Linked DNA regions of Mus musculus: region 1 is linked to region 2. A link is a contact called in public HiChIP or PLAC-seq data. All regions are on one chromosome and are shown on one strand. Each heading gives the region's core, a stretch centred on a gene start, on an enhancer-like site or on the middle of the called end of the contact. The rest is flanking DNA. Distances are from core to core; before and after follow the strand shown. Region 1 has its middle 83 kb from the start of Gm32949. Region 2 holds the start of Rftn2 (raftlin family member 2).

Region 1 (7,661 bases), core at 970-3,469, 580 kb before region 2:
CACATATCACCAACCTTGTGTTCCCTCTGCAGCTGCCTGAATAACAGCTAGAGTCATATTACCTCTGCCAAGTTCCGTCATTTATACCACTGCTAAATGTCCTGAGTCGGCACAATCGCATTGCCTTTCTACCTACTACCACTGTCTACATAAAACACTGAGAACTTTTCATCCCAGCAATAAACCAAGCGGGAACAATAAACACCAAAATATTTTTGTTACTTAAGACAGAGATGGGATCATGTACAAGCAAGCTTCCTGCCTTTGTCTGAGAAATTTTACTGTGGGACTTGAGATGGCAGAGAGCCATGCTTCGGTTCACCGAGTGGCTTTATTTCACCTTATGTATTCAATCCTTCTTGAATTTAGGAACATGACTCTGAAATACCTTTTCTGCTGGCATCCTTCCATCTGGTTCTTCTCATTCTCACTCTTCCTCAAAATCTTGCTAACAAGCAAGGAAGAAAAAAAACCCAAGGGTGTGGCCAAGAGCTGTGGTTTTCTCCTTCCTGGTTCTGCTTGGTCTGCACTCTCCATTTCCAACACTGCTACAGTTGTGTGGCTTCCGTGACATTATTTCACCACTCCTAGTATTCTCATACCCCTAAAATATTATGTGAACTATGTATTGTACTTACTATTCCAGTCTGTCTCACTCACAAGTGAGTTCTCCAACTAAGATAAACTAAGATTAAAGTTTGGTCTCCAAGTATTTACCACATGTGAGGACAGAACAGATGTATGGCCTACTCCTTCCGAAAAGGACCTTGGGATTTTATAGCATGTTCTTCACCTCTCTTAAAAAAAAAAAAATTTGATTGAGGTGATGGTGGCGCACACCTTTAATTCCAGAACTTAGGAGGCAGAGGCAGGGAGATCTTTAGGGTTGAGAACAGCCTGGTTTACAGAGTGATTTCCAGGACAGCCAGGGCTATACAGAAAAATCAGATCTCAAAAACCAAACTGAAAAAAAAAAAAAGAATTTCTTTTGACAATATTATTGAAGTTTGCTGAGAGAAAGATTAGGTTGGAATGTGATTAATTACAAAACAATTGATCAGACTTAGTGATGTCTTGTAGGAAAACATGTCTGTCACACCATCATCTATAACTGATATGTGAGGTGGAGCCCATAGGTTAACAGTGTGTGGGAGAGAAGGCACTAGGTGGGGTGAAGGGTAGAAGGGAGGGGGAGAAAGGAAGACAGAGACTGCAAGACACCAAGACAAGAATCTTTACCCAAGATGCACTGAGACACAGAGGAGGCAACACTGTGGCTCCTTAGTTGAATGCCCACTGTGTGCCATGCCCCTCCATCCAGCTGTAGTTATTCACCACACTGTTATACACGATGACACTAGGAAACGCACTATGCAACAAGCATCATCATACTATTATATATGAATAATATAGTAACAGTAATACATCATTTTGGTTAATTGTTATTGATAATTATTCATTCATTAATATATTAGTAATATGATTATATTTTGCCACACCCAAAATATTACACAATCATCACTTAAGTGCTGGAAACCAGGTTTAAACCCCAAATTTATAACCAATTAAGCCTCTTCCAAACAAACCTGTAATTATAGTGTCCTGTATCACAAGAGAACACTTTTCCAGTTGCCAAGGGACCAGAGGGAAGGTACTCTGCCAGTCCACCAAACAGTAAGAGCAGTGGACTCTATCCCAGAGGAGCTGGTAAGTGGCCTTTATCTTGAATTACATGGGAGAACTTTTTAAGCAGTTCTGATTGAAAGAGGTGAGTAGGAGAAAGAAGATAAGTGTAAAAGTGGAGCCAGGCACCCGGAAGGGACCAAGAAACAAAAGTTGGCTGGGAAAGCTGAACTAGAGCCTGAGAAAATGACCTTTGGGCCACTGGTGGCCAGTTCAGCAGACAGACAACAGTAACAAACACATCATTTTCAGTCTGGAGAGCTAAGAGGGCCTGGAACAGCAGAGAAGAAGGAAAGTAAGCCACTAATTCTACTCAAGAGGCTGAGAGAGGGAGCCTCTGTTGTTTCCTCCTGAGCGTGTTCAGCCTTGACTGTCTGGAGATGGAGGAGGAAGGGTGCTGGCAGGTCCTGCAGCCTTGATGGACAGTAGGATTGTATGCCAAGCCCTCTCGGCTCCCACAGTCACTCACTCCTGCTTCACAGCTGGGAATAAGACAGAGTGGGGGTGGAAGTCACAGACTAGAGGGAGGGAACAGAGGAAGTGAAAAAGAAAGAAAATGCTCAACAGTCGTGTTGCTTCAGCTTCTCTGTGTGGAGGCATAGTCATCACTCACAGGAGACCCACAAGCAACTCCTGATCATTTTGCTGATTGGTGCTCTTCAAACACGAGAGCGACTTTCAGTAGGCAGTACAAATATGCTATACTTTATTCTCAAATGCAGAAAAAGACACCTACTCTAATAGTTTGTTGTGCTTAATAAGACCTAAGTTAATCTCTGCTATTACACATTCTTATGGGATTTCCAAAGATTGTTTGACATTTTATGATTTATTTTACCTTCCATGGAACCAGTACTATCTAACCCCACAGGAAGTGTGGTGACATTTTATCATTTAGAGGCCTGATCCTATTGAGTCAAAAATAAAGCATTTGTTTCTTTCCAGCCTGTGACTATGTTGTCATTATTTTGAACAGAAATGTGGCAACTTAGTAGTATGATGAACACTTACAGAGCCATGGTTTGCTCCTCATGTTCTAAACAGACCAGCATTAGCCAGGGCTGTCTGAGAAGACTTGAGTGTTATTTCTCCTTCAAATCAGCTTCATAAAGATTGATTTCTCCATAAATCATCTTCCTCCTACATCCTCCTGGATGCTCCCTACTGTACCATATACTGTCCTGTTCTACAGTCTATACTGCTAACCATTCATGTAGTTGTATACATATGTATGATTATATACAGACTTCCAAATGGGCATATGGAGACCAGATGTCAAAGTTAGGCATCTTCATCAACTGCTACTCATGTTAGTTTTGGGAGAGTGAACTGAACTCAGAGCTCATCAATCTAGGTAGGCTGACTGGCCGATAACTCCAGAAATCTACCTGCCTCTACTACCCTACATTAACAGACGTGTGATGTCATGCCCAACATTCTATGTGGGTACTAAGAGTCTAAACTCAGGTCTTCATGTTTACATGAAAGAACTTTACAGAGTGAGCCTTCTCCCAACCCCAACATTTTCTTATCCATTTCTCTATTAATAACACTTAGGCCATTTATCTTGGCGTTACAAATTATGCTTCAGTGAATATTGGAATGTAGGTGTCTGTTCAAGGTAGTGATTTTATTTTCTTAGACTTATAATCAGGAGTGGGTTGCTTAACCATATAGTAGTTCTATTTTTAATTTTTAAGAAGCCGTATAATAACTTTTGTACTTGCCATAACTGTTTATCTCCCTTCCATTAGAATAAAAAGTTCCCTTTATTCTCTCCATAGATCTGTCAATACTCTTTATCTTTGACTTTTGATCAAAGCCATTCTAGTAGGTATGATGTAATATCTCATTGAAATTTGATTTATAGTTCTCTGATGATTACTTCTAATGAGAATCTTCTTATTAAAAATTGAAATGTTGTATATCTTCTTTGGGGAAGTGTGACTAGAGAACTGGCAGAAATAAGGATGCGTTAGACAAGAGCAAATACATGCTTTCACAACAGGTCAGACATGCAACTGAGGCTGATCTACTTGATGGTGAAGCATCTGTAGGAGCAATCCCAGCATGGGTATCTTTCTCCATTTGGAATGGGATGGTGTGCCTCCTTGTTGTAGGGGCAGCAACACAGCCCCTGCTATTGGTGATAAGATTTAGTTAATAGCAGGTCATTATTTTTCTTTTTATTACACTTTTATTATTTAAAAATTTTAGATTTAAATATATTTTGATCATATTTCCTCCTCCTCAAGTCTTTCCAGATCTTTCCCCCCTTCCTACCCACCCAATTTTAAGTTCTTTTCCAAAAACAAGCAAAAAGCTCACAAAACCAAACACCCACAAACTCAAAACACTCTAAAACCACATCCAAACCAAACAAAGCAAAGCAAAATACTAAACTGTAATCAAATAAAAGGGTGCTCTCGCACATGCTCACATGCACGCACGCACGCACGCACACACACACACACACACACACACACACACACACACAATCTAATCATATGTTAATCTACTATTCCTGAACACGAGGGTTTCCCTGGAGTGGTTGATATATCCAGTGGAACTCTACTGGAGAAAATTGATTTTTCATCTCCCTGTAGGTATAAGTGGCAGTTCCTTTGTTAACCTTTATCCTAGTGGCTTTATCCATTCATCCACTCACCCATGCACCCAGTCAGTCTGTCATTTATTCTTTCATTTAAAAAAATATAACAAAATAAAATATAGCTTGCTTAGTCATCATCAGAGAAGCTTCCTCCTACAGCAGATGAAAGCAAATACAGAGACCCACAGCCAGCCACGATGCAATGCACAAGAGACCTTGGAACTACATGGGATGTGCCCATCAAACCTCTCTCCTCAGAGCTCAGGAAACCCTGCAGAAGAGGAAGCAGAAAGAGTAAGATCCAGAGGAGATGGAGGACACCAAGAAAACAAAATTGTCTAAATCAATGTGATCAAAGCTTGTGCAAACTCACAGAGACTGAAGCAGCAAGCACAGAGCCTGCGCGAGGCTGCACCAGGGTTGCTGAGTATATATTATGGTTTCCAGTTTAGTATTTTATGGGATCTTTACATATTCTAATAAGTGGGTCTCTGATTCTTTTACCTTCTTTTGGGCTCTTTCCTCCTATTGGCTTGTCTTGACCAAATTTATGCCATAGTTTTTCTTTTATCCTTTTTAAATTATACTGTTAAAAATGAAAAAAGAAAATAGAGATAGACCATTACCCCTTCCTAACTCTAGGTGGTCTTCTTTTCATAAGATTGCAGGGGACTATGACACTATCACAGGAGTCAGCAAAAGAAGGCGGCAGGATGAATAATTGAAGGGTCTCCATTAACTTGGGACTTGTTCTGCCTTCAAACGTTTAGGTCTGCAGTACAGGAAATGCTCTTTGACAGTAAGCCACATGTTGATGTGCTTTTCCCATTACTTTCAGCCTTTGATAGATTAGAGGTATCCCAAACCTCTAATTTTCTCTCATTTGCCTGTGGAGTCTAGTTCCTCTCCTTTCTTGGTCTGTAGAGCACAAGGGGAAGCCTGTGGTATCCGATCATAAGACGACTTATAGCTTCCCTCTTGGAAGGCACAGAGAGGAGCAGTATGTAGGACAGAAACTGTATGGCTGACAGGAGCTGTACTGTAAAAAGCTCGGCTACCCTGAGAGTCGCATGCTACAGGGAACCCAGGCAAAATGGACAGAAAGTGCACAGGTCTCTAGCTGACAGCACCAGATGTGTTCCTAGCCAGTAGCCAAATGAACAATATACCAGTGATTCAAAGGCAAGACCTTTATTTAACACCACCTCAGTAGAGGACATCAGTGGAGGACCACAGCTGCTGCAGAAGCTACCAATGTGCAATAGAAGAGAATGCATGGATGGAAAGGAACATGATGGGTATCAAAGAAGGAGAATTCTTGCTAAACCATCTTGGCAGAATTCTTGCTACAACTAGGCTGCATAGGCTAAAACCAGCAGTCCAAGAAGAGATGATTAAAAGGCTCAGAAGAGTCCCACTAAAGGTAGGTCAGGGTGGGATTCTTGTCACCACAAACCCACATCAATCACCGGTCTTGTGAGAGAAGATTGTGGATATCCTGCCCAGTCATGTCAAAGCTGCCATCTCATGGCAGCCACCTGAAAGGATGAAAGCAATAACTAGCCATCTGAGCCTCATCACAGAGCCAGAAGGAGAATAATCAGTTGTTGTAAAATAAGACAATTTATACTCTTTTGATAAGGAGCAATAGATAACCTAGGCACAAGCCAAAGCATTACAGGTGACATAAAGATCTAGAAGCTGAGTAAGTTTCTCTGTGTCATATCAGTGTCTTCTCAGCAGTCCCAGCATTAAGTGGCATGAGGGCAGGAGTACCAGGACTACTTCCTTCATAGGATCTGGAGCCCCACCACAGGACAGAGACACCTAAGCTTAGAGGCATATGCAGAAACCACAGGATAGGAAGAAATTGGAAGGAGAGATGTTTTTGGAACCCTTCTCACTATGAAAGAAGAATCTAGAAGCATTGAATCACAACTAGACCATTCACTGGATCATTCACAGCAGAATTAACAGTTTGTATTAGAAGTTTACTAGGGTTGGGTGCAGATAATGAAAGAGTGAATAGCTATGCTGTAGATAGCACAGCACTGGAGCAAGTCATGGTGGTTTCACTATTGCTGGTCCTCCCCTTGCTACCGAACGCTACTACGCTGAGCCCAATCCATCACTGTCTCAAACTCTGAAGGTTACTTTCCAATGGTCATCTCCTTAACATGAAGCTTGGCCAGAGAGAGGATTACTATCCTCACAGCTTTAACCTCAGGCTCTGACATCCCCTTCCACAACCATCAGCTTGCCATCTCTTATCAAGCAGCCACATTCAAGGTGAGCCAGTCACTACCACAGAAGGCAGCCTTCAGTCCAACTTCCCTTCATTCCCCAAAATAACCTAACATCTGCCTGCTTCTGCCTTATATCACCCCAAACCCTACTACTTGGCACAGTCTAGCTAACTCATCTCAATGATATAAAACCATTTGAACTGTTCCTCTTTCCCCCACAACACACACACACACACACACACACACACACACACACACACACACACTAAAATATAATACAACAGTCTGGTGAAGACCAAGAGGCAAGGAACCAAAGAGCTCAGCACCTAGGATACTTGCAAGTCTCTTTCCTGAGATGAAGTGGTGTGAAAGGAGTTGGTACCTCTTCAAGAAAAAGAACAGCTTTCATTTGCCTTTTCCCAGACTCCAATGCACATGGTATTTGAGAAAAAAGAGAATTTAACATTCTAGCCCACAAGGAAAAAAATCATTAGGAACAGCTACAGTCCATTAAATCATCCCTTGAACTAAAGTGGGGAAGGATGTTTCAGAGGAAAGATTTGAAGGTAAACGCTCACAGGAGATTTCCCTTATTTATCACCCAACCTCCCCTAGAAATGAAAAGTATTTCAGTTCATATCAAGATAATTAATAGGCTCGAGAAAGCAGTATTTCTAACAAAGGCGATGCTTAAAGTATCTATTGCATTAAGAAGCAAAATGTACTCCACAGCATAAAATCGTCCTCCATGTCCGTTTCAGAAAGCCAGTTTTTCTGAGAGGATAAAAATGCCCAAAGGCCCAGCACCTTAGAAATTAAACACTATCAGCTAAGCATGAAAGGAATCACGGTAGTGATAGATTAAAACACTGTTTCACAACAGAAGCATTTAGCAAAAGTGATCCCTTCCACTGGGATCAACATTCAACCACAGTTTCTTGCAACATAGGAAGAGCAAAATAAGGTGGGGAGGAATGCTGTCATTCCAGCACAAATGACCATCTGTACAGGGGTCATCTCTACCACTGCAAACAATGCCCTGGGGGCTGGGACAAATCAAGACTCAAAAAGTCTCTTTCTTGATTCTATCTTGGGAATAATATAACAGGGTAAAGGTTTCA
Region 2 (7,548 bases), core at 1,465-3,964:
AAAACATAGGGAGATGCTGTGTGGTGGTGGCACACACCTTTGATGCCAGCACTTGGGAGACAAAGGTGGAAGGATCTTGGTGAGTCAAGGCCAGCCTAGTTTACAGTGACAACCAGGGCTACATAGAGAAACCCTGTCTCCAAAAAAAAAGAAAGAAAGAAAAAGAGAGAACTCCTAAGATATAACACCCAGAATTACCCTCTAGCCTCCATGCACACACACACACACACACACACACACACACACACACACACACACAAGTAATTAGAGTATGTGCACACACAATAATAATAATTATAGCCTAATAATACATAATATATAGCTACATGCATAATAATAAGAAAGAGCTGCATCCAGTCAGCCTCAGTCGAAATCAGTAGCCTTCTTTCTAGCTCCCTTCGATGTACTTAAAGCATCTTGCTCAGGCTGTACTAGTGATATATCAAATATGAAATGGATGTCCTTTGACTTCATTTGGCTATTTGATTTCCTTTTACCCTCTACAAAATAAAACCTAAGCATCCAAAGCCCTTAGCATAGCTCTTTCCTCATTCCCAGGCTAGCTTCTTTTTTTTTTCTTTTTTCTTTTTTCTTTTTTTTCTTTTTTCTTTTTTTTTTTTTTTTTGCTTTTTTTTTTTTTTTTTTTTTTTTGCTTTGCTTTGCTTTGCTTTTGCATTTTATGTCCTCGCAGTCAGTTGCTTAGTGTTGCTCATTTGTGCCATCGTGTCTCACAAGTCTGGCTTTAGTCTGTGCCCCTCTTCTCCAGTCACATGCTCCCACCTCTCTGTGTCAGTCTCACTTACCCTCGAAACCATCCAGGATATCGTCCCATATGTTCCTGTTGAGTCATCTTTTGTATCCAGTGCTTTTTAAGTACCTGGAAGTGGCAGGCACTTGATAAAGGTAGTGGATACTTAATAAACAACTCTCCAATACCGTAATTGGTGCCAGTGACCAGCAAAGATTCCATTGCTACTGTATAACAGCACAACAGTCCATTCTACAAAAAAGAACATGAAATATGGCAATCACTAATCTTTGTAATGATATGAGTCACTCTTTCTGTCTACTGATTCATCTAATTTACCCAGAATTCCCTTCCGCTGACTATGCCCATCCTTTAACATGGAGACCATGGAATGCTCTCCTATACAAAATGCTTTTGAGAAGTAAAATACTTAAAGAAGTACGGAGCAAAAGATGACAGTGATCCACAGACTAAATAACCCACACGCTCCTTCCAGGGTTTTCATGTGCACAATTTAATGGGCTGAATTTTTCCTCACCACTGGCACTCTCCAGGTTCTCAAAGGAGATCAGGGTTGATTTTGTAAATAGTTGAAGTGGTGCCGAAATCACTTCCTTCCAATCCTGACGCCAGCTCTGTCTCATAGGAGCATTGCTCTCTGCAGGCCGGGTGCTAGGGCAGAACACCAGTTCTCTCCCAGTCTTGAAAGCCATCCTGTGGCAGATGTCCCACTAGGGACAGTTTAAGAGGAAAAGAAGTTGGTACTCAAAGAAGTCAAGTAACCTGCCCAAGAGCATCTCTGTGGTAAGCATGAGGAGACTGCACTCACAAGCAGCCTGCTTCCAGGCCTCCCTCTGAGTGGCTGGAGCACACATCCTATTGTGCACAGCACAACAATAAATGTGCATTGCAGTGGCTCCATGTAAACCACCCTTTACCTCGGCATGCAGCAAATTACCATTTACATTACAAATAAGATTAAAGGAGTCAACTTATCTACATTTGATTTTTTTTTTTTTAACTAAGGCCATTTTGAGACCCATAGCACTGTGGTCAGGCAGTACTAAGTCCTCTAATAGGGGTGTTTTAAGTCAAAAGCATTGGGCTTGTGAGCTGCCTAACCCAAGGGCACTGGCTGCTTTTGAGGTGTGGTTCCAGCACTCACAAGGGAGTTTATAGCCACTTGTTGCCCCAGGTCCAAAGGGTCTGACGCCCCTCCTCTGGGGGAGGGTCCCTGCACCACACACAAGCACATACATAAATAAAATAACAAACCAAGAATGCTGGAGGGAACTAATTCCTCTGTAACTGTCTCATCTTTGCAATTACATAGGATGTTTTTCCTTTTAACTGTTTTTTTCTTTTTTCATTAGTGCATGATAATTGAACAAAAGAAAAATTAAAATCATAGTGACATTTCTATATATCTATTCAATGTACTTTGACCACATTCACTCTTTCTTCCCCAAGTATTTATGAAATAGCTTACGTTTTTGTGCTTTTTTTATACTTGGTGGTTTTAATCAGCACATCTTTCCAGAAAAAAAAAAAAAAAAAAAAAAAACCCGCTGTGTGGAAAGAAGTTTTCCACCTAGGACTGAGAACTTTCTAGGTCTCTCTCTCTCTCTCTCTCTCTCTCTCTCTCTCTCTCTCTCTCCCTCCCTCCCTCCCTCCCTCTCCCTCTTCCTCTTCCTCTTCCTCTCCCCTCTGTTGTTTCCTCAGAAAGCTCACTTCCTTTCTGGAATTAATATTGTTTCCAACACGTTAAGAAACAATCTCTGTCTCTCTCTCTCTCTCTCTATCTATCTCTCTCTCTCTCTGTCTCTCTGTCTCTGTCTCTCTCTCTGTCTCTCTCTCTCTGTCTCTCTCTGTCTCTCTCTCTCTCCTTCTCTCTTCCCCCTCCCTCTGTCCTTTCCTCTCTCCTTCCTTTCCTCCCTCCCTTCCCTCTCCCCCTCCCTTCTGCTTCCTCGGTAGAAGCCGGGAAGCACAGGACTGACCAGAAGAAACAGAAAGAACCGCATCACTTTGACTGACTTTATCTTCTATCCGTAGATAATCACACCAGAGTTGCACTTTTGTCTTTAATTCCGTTTCTGGACACCTCTTTTCCATTCAGCCAACTGGGTGAGACAAAGCCCGTCGGTGCCCTGAGCCGCAGAACTCTGGTCGGGGGCTGGCTGGCTGTAAATTGACGTGGCATGGAAATTCTCCACTAAGTTGCAGCAGCTCACGAGCTCCTCAAAGATCGAGCCCAGCCTCCGGGAGCTGGAGCTAAGGCTCAGTAACAGTAACGTTAAAGAAGAATGGATAAAAGTCCCCAGCTCCTCGCCTTGGACCCGCCGCTTTCTTTCTGGCTATCTGTCATTTCGCTGAAAACCAAATCAAAGCAGTTAGTCTGTAACTTTGTTTTCGCAGCTTAAACAACAAAATTGACCGCGCTTGCTCCTCCGGCTCTCCCCTGCAATCTTAACTCCTTGCAGACTTTGCCATGGGGTGCGGACTTAGGAAGCTGGAAGACCCTGATGAAAGCAGCCCTGGAAAAATATTTTCTACCCTGAAGAGACCGCAAGTGGAAACAAAGACAGAATTTGCTTATGAATACGCCCTGCTGGACTTTACTTTACAAGGTACTCCTTATTTCTATTGTAGCTAGTGTCTGTCTCCAAAATAAGAGAAGACTACGTTTCTGAAGTGTGGACCTGTGGAGTCTTAAGCTCTTTTCCATAATGAAATTGGTCCATCTAACAATGACGCTTTGTTTCTTAATTATATTTGGGGAGATTTTGGGTTGTATTTTGTTTTGTGTGCTTTTTTTTTTTTTTAACATGGCTTATATATACTATACAAAATTAAGAAAACTACTTGGAAATGTTCCTTTTATTTTTAAAGCAAATGGGACAAATGTTTGATTTCTAGGCCAAATTGCTGGAGCCTTAATGACAGCTTGTGTTTTGAAAAGATTTGAAAGGCAGGGACTGTGGGCTATGGGCAGTGCTACTTGTATGCAGTTGTGGAAAACTCCGCCAAGGCAATTCTGAGGTGGCCAGTGTGCTGAATTGTGTGTTGCTCATGTGATAGGTTTGACCAAACTAAAGGTTGAAAGAAATTAGTTGTTTTTGGTTTTGTTTTAATGGGGGAAAGTAGCCTACAGAAGGCACTCCCTCGGCTGGGTGCTCCGTCCCTAACAGAGAAACTCTGTTCCAAAAAGTTGAAAACACAAACAAACAAGCCCAGATGGCAGCTCCAGCAAGGGAAGGGAGGGAAGGGGCTGAGGTGCCTCCTCTTGACCCAAGTCTTTGCCTCCCTCCTCTCTGGAAACCCTGAATACTGCTTCAGAGTCCCTGAGACACAGGACATAGCAGGGTTTAAAGCGAACTGCGTCTGTAATTATGATGTGCTAAAAAAACAAAGAAATTAAATTTAGAGAAATTTGCTTGCTGAATTTTCCAAATACTAGTATTAAGTTCCTATTTTAATTCTTTGATTCTACAGCCCATTAGTTAATTGAAAACTGTACTGCGCATCCAACTAGATGCTTTTACTCCCTACCACCACTGCCGCCTTCCCCCTGAAAACAGTGCATCTTTGTGCACGAAGCAAGAGCAGCCCATTTTTCTTTGTTAAAAACTGAGCTGGCCAGCAAGTAAAATTCAGAGACACAGAAGATCTGTACCTGTGCTTCGAACATATTCCCCACTTTTTTTGATCAAAGAATCCAAGTAAGGACAAGGCTGCCAAAAGAAGAAAAGTTAATATTCTCAATGTTCTTCTTTGTTGTGTGAATTTAAAGTGGATTGAGTTAATGCTGATGGAAAAGTAGCCAAAAAGTCATGAATTTTTATATGCCTTTTTAAAAAGTCATTCGGGAAAATTCTTTGAGACAGGGAGCTTCTACAGTGTGGTTCTCGTCCTTACCAATACAGACTGGATAGGGCAGAAACGCACAGGGTGGGAAAGCATGCCTTTCTTGTGTATCCCGGAAGCTGTAGGCTAGAACCATTGTCTTGTGCACCTTAGGATCCTGAGGCACAGCTCACCTTAGGGCTATAGAGCTTCAAGAAGCTAACATTTTTCTGATTCATGCCATTTCAAAACATTAGCACCTCCAACAAATTTCTATATATGTGATTACCTTTGAATCAAGAAGATACACAGCTTTTACTCAACAGTCATTTTGGTTTTATCAGAAACCTTTTTCTCCATGAAAGGAGCATAATTTCCACCTTCCACTCTAGATGTTGCTGCGAAAGGGTAATTTCACCGTAAAGCACAGGCATGGGTTTGATGTGCACATGCGCACACTAAGGCAGGCGCATGTCTTTAGGTAGCATCTGCTTCCTATTTGGTACAGGCGCCTGGTCTCCGGGGCCCATCTCTTCCTAGTTCTCCCACATGTTCTTGTTTGGGGTTTTTGTTTAACCATTTGTTTTGGTCTTGCCTTTGCGTTTGCTTCAGAAGCCAGGACTCTGTGTACCAGCCCAACCCCGCCCCCTCTTCCAGGCGTAGTTAGCCTGCCTCTTTCCTCCATTCTTTGACAGCCACCTGCCTGCCACTCCAGAGTCTATGATAGTGCGTCTGGGTGGGCTAACACATGCCAGCCTTCTGCTCGGCACTGGCCAACCCTTCCTGGAATTGCTGGGAAGAGAACTGAATGGTGGCTGCTCCTAGCTGCCAGACCACCACACAGTGAGAAACCTTGGCGGAAACAAAATGGCCTGGTGACAGCTGTGTGTATTCCTCAGTTTTGTTTTTGTTTGTTTTTTCCCAAACAGTAGCCATGGAACACAGAATAAAGTTTAAGAAGGGAGAGCCTTCCAAGTCCCTGTGTTGTGTTACAGTTTGTCTTGAACAAGTTGTTTCTCACTCAGTTCTACCTTTCTCCCTTCCCCAATCATTGCATCGCAAATTCTGTTGTACTAACTTTCGGTGGTAGTGTATGTGTCTTAGTCAGGGTTTTACTGCTGTGAACAGACACCATGACCAAGGCAAGTCTTACAAAGGACAACATTTAATTGGGGCTGGCTTACAGGTTCAGAAGTTCAGTCCATTATCATCAAGGCAGAAACATGGCAGCATCCAGGCAGACATGGGGCAGAAGGAACTGAGAGTTCTACATCTTCATCCAAAGGCAGACAGTAGAAGACTGACTTCCAGGCAGCTAGGATGAGGGTCTTAAAGCCCACACCCACAGTGACATACCTATTCCAACAGGGCCACACCTTCAAATAGTGCCACTCCCTGGGCAGAGCATATTCAAAGCACCACAGCAACTACTGTAGCCAAATGAAATGTAGTTTTCATTCACTGCTCAGTGGTTCAGAGCAGCCCCTCTGTTATGGGTACATGCTCTCGTTACTACCCTCTTTCCACCCTCTCACCAAATATCCAGTCGGATGCAGGGGAGTGCTCAGTCAGCAAATGCTTGTTGTCCAAGCATAAGGACCGGAGGAGTCTTATAAAACTCAGGTGTGTCGAGTGACCCCTGCTCCAGGGAGACAGGCAGGCAGATGTCTGGAGAGTGCTATCCAGCCTCACCAGTCTGAGTGCCAGACTGCCTGAAGCCTGCCTGTCTCAAAAAATAAGGTACAAAGTGATCGTGGGCAATGACCAGTGTCAACCTCTGCCCTCCACATGATGTACACACATGAACACATACACTCGTGCACACACGCATGCACACACACATGCATGCACACACCTGATCCAACCAGAATACAAAGAATTTAAATTCCCCCATTTCTTCTCTCCTCTCCATTCTCATTACCACTCTCCATAGCCATTCATTTCCTCTCTGCTTTCCCTGCCCTCTGTCTTCAGTGGCTTCTTTGTTTGTTGTTGTTTGTTTGTGTTTAGTTTGTGTTTTTTGTTTTGTCAGTTGGGAGGATGTGATGTCTTCCAGTCATTCCATACATCTCAACAAGAAAATAATAGCATAATGATTAGGCACACAAGACTCTAGTCCAGTGATTCTCAGCCTTCCTAATGCTGAGACCCTTTAATATACTTCCTTATGCTGTGACCATAAAATCATTTTTGTTGCTACTTCCTAACTGTAATTTTGCTACTGTTGTGAATTATAATGTAAATATCTGACATGCAGGATATCTGATATGCGACCTCCCCAAAGGGGTTGCAACCCACAGTTTGAGAACCAGTGTTCTTGGCGTGGGTCATGAGTCCTTTTAAGCTGCTGTGCAGATCCCTTAACTGCAAACAGGGATTCTAACAATACTTACATCAGACAGCTGCTTTAGATATTAAAGGAAATGACAGAAGATTACCCACAGGGGAGTGTTCACTAAAGCTAGCTGCTGCTGTCCCTCCTGTGAGAACAAGGCTCTATCTCTATTCCAAGGCTGGGACGGACCTCATCCCTTTCCTTTAAACTCAGTTCTTACTCCTCTTTGTATTCATAGCTAGAAGTGGTGATTTGAGGGGCAACTCAAATAAAGTCTTCAAAAGAGGGAGTATGTGGCCAGCCAAAGTGTTCTGGCCTGATCCGGGGCACAGCTGTAAAGAGAATAACTCAAATAACATGAGTGAGCCAAGAGCACAGGTTTAATACAGAAGGAGTCAGTTATGTAAAGTATTAGAGAAAATTCAAGAAGAATAGGAATGTCGCTGTGTGAGAACGTACTGAAAGTTAACAAGAGTTAATATATGGTCAGAAATAGAGGGTTTTTTTTAATAAAAAATCTAGTCATGATAGTGTATGCCTATAATCCCAGGTCTTAGGAGTCTAAGACAGGAAGATTTTAAGTTTGAGGCCAGCCTGAGCTACAGAGCAAGACCTGTCAGAA

Evidence for each region. HiChIP or PLAC-seq counts read pairs in DNA pulled down with a chosen protein or histone mark.
Region 1: an H3K4me3 HiChIP or PLAC-seq map of bone marrow-derived macrophages shows a contact between it and region 2, with 5 times the contacts expected there. The contact joins the enhancer-like site here to the promoter of Rftn2 in region 2. A contact is called at or near these places in 2 of 39 promoter capture datasets (cranial neural crest and liver) and 6 of 115 datasets of contacts at active chromatin or transcription factors (the SCID.adh cell line, bone marrow-derived macrophages, embryonic forebrain and 2 more).

What each region holds. Positions count from the first base shown.
Region 1 is chr1:55,801,724-55,809,384 of GRCm38.p6, reverse strand. No RefSeq gene overlaps it. Among named protein-coding and RNA genes, the nearest start is that of Gm32949, 83 kb to the left of the region's middle. Within about 2 kb of position 2,219, at least 64 of the 459 cell types and tissues checked have an H3K27ac peak or open chromatin away from gene starts, as enhancers often do. A contact at or near this core is called in the SCID.adh cell line, bone marrow-derived macrophages and liver, where this site is marked.
Region 2 is chr1:55,221,948-55,229,495 of GRCm38.p6, reverse strand. Rftn2 (raftlin family member 2) reads left to right here and starts at 2,714. Exons shown (of 9, transcript NM_028713.1): 1 at 2,714-3,375. The coding sequence starts at 3,237. Gm10561 (predicted gene 10561) reads right to left here and starts at 2,879. Exons shown (of 4, transcript NR_166489.1): 1 at 2,746-2,879; 2 at 804-1,000.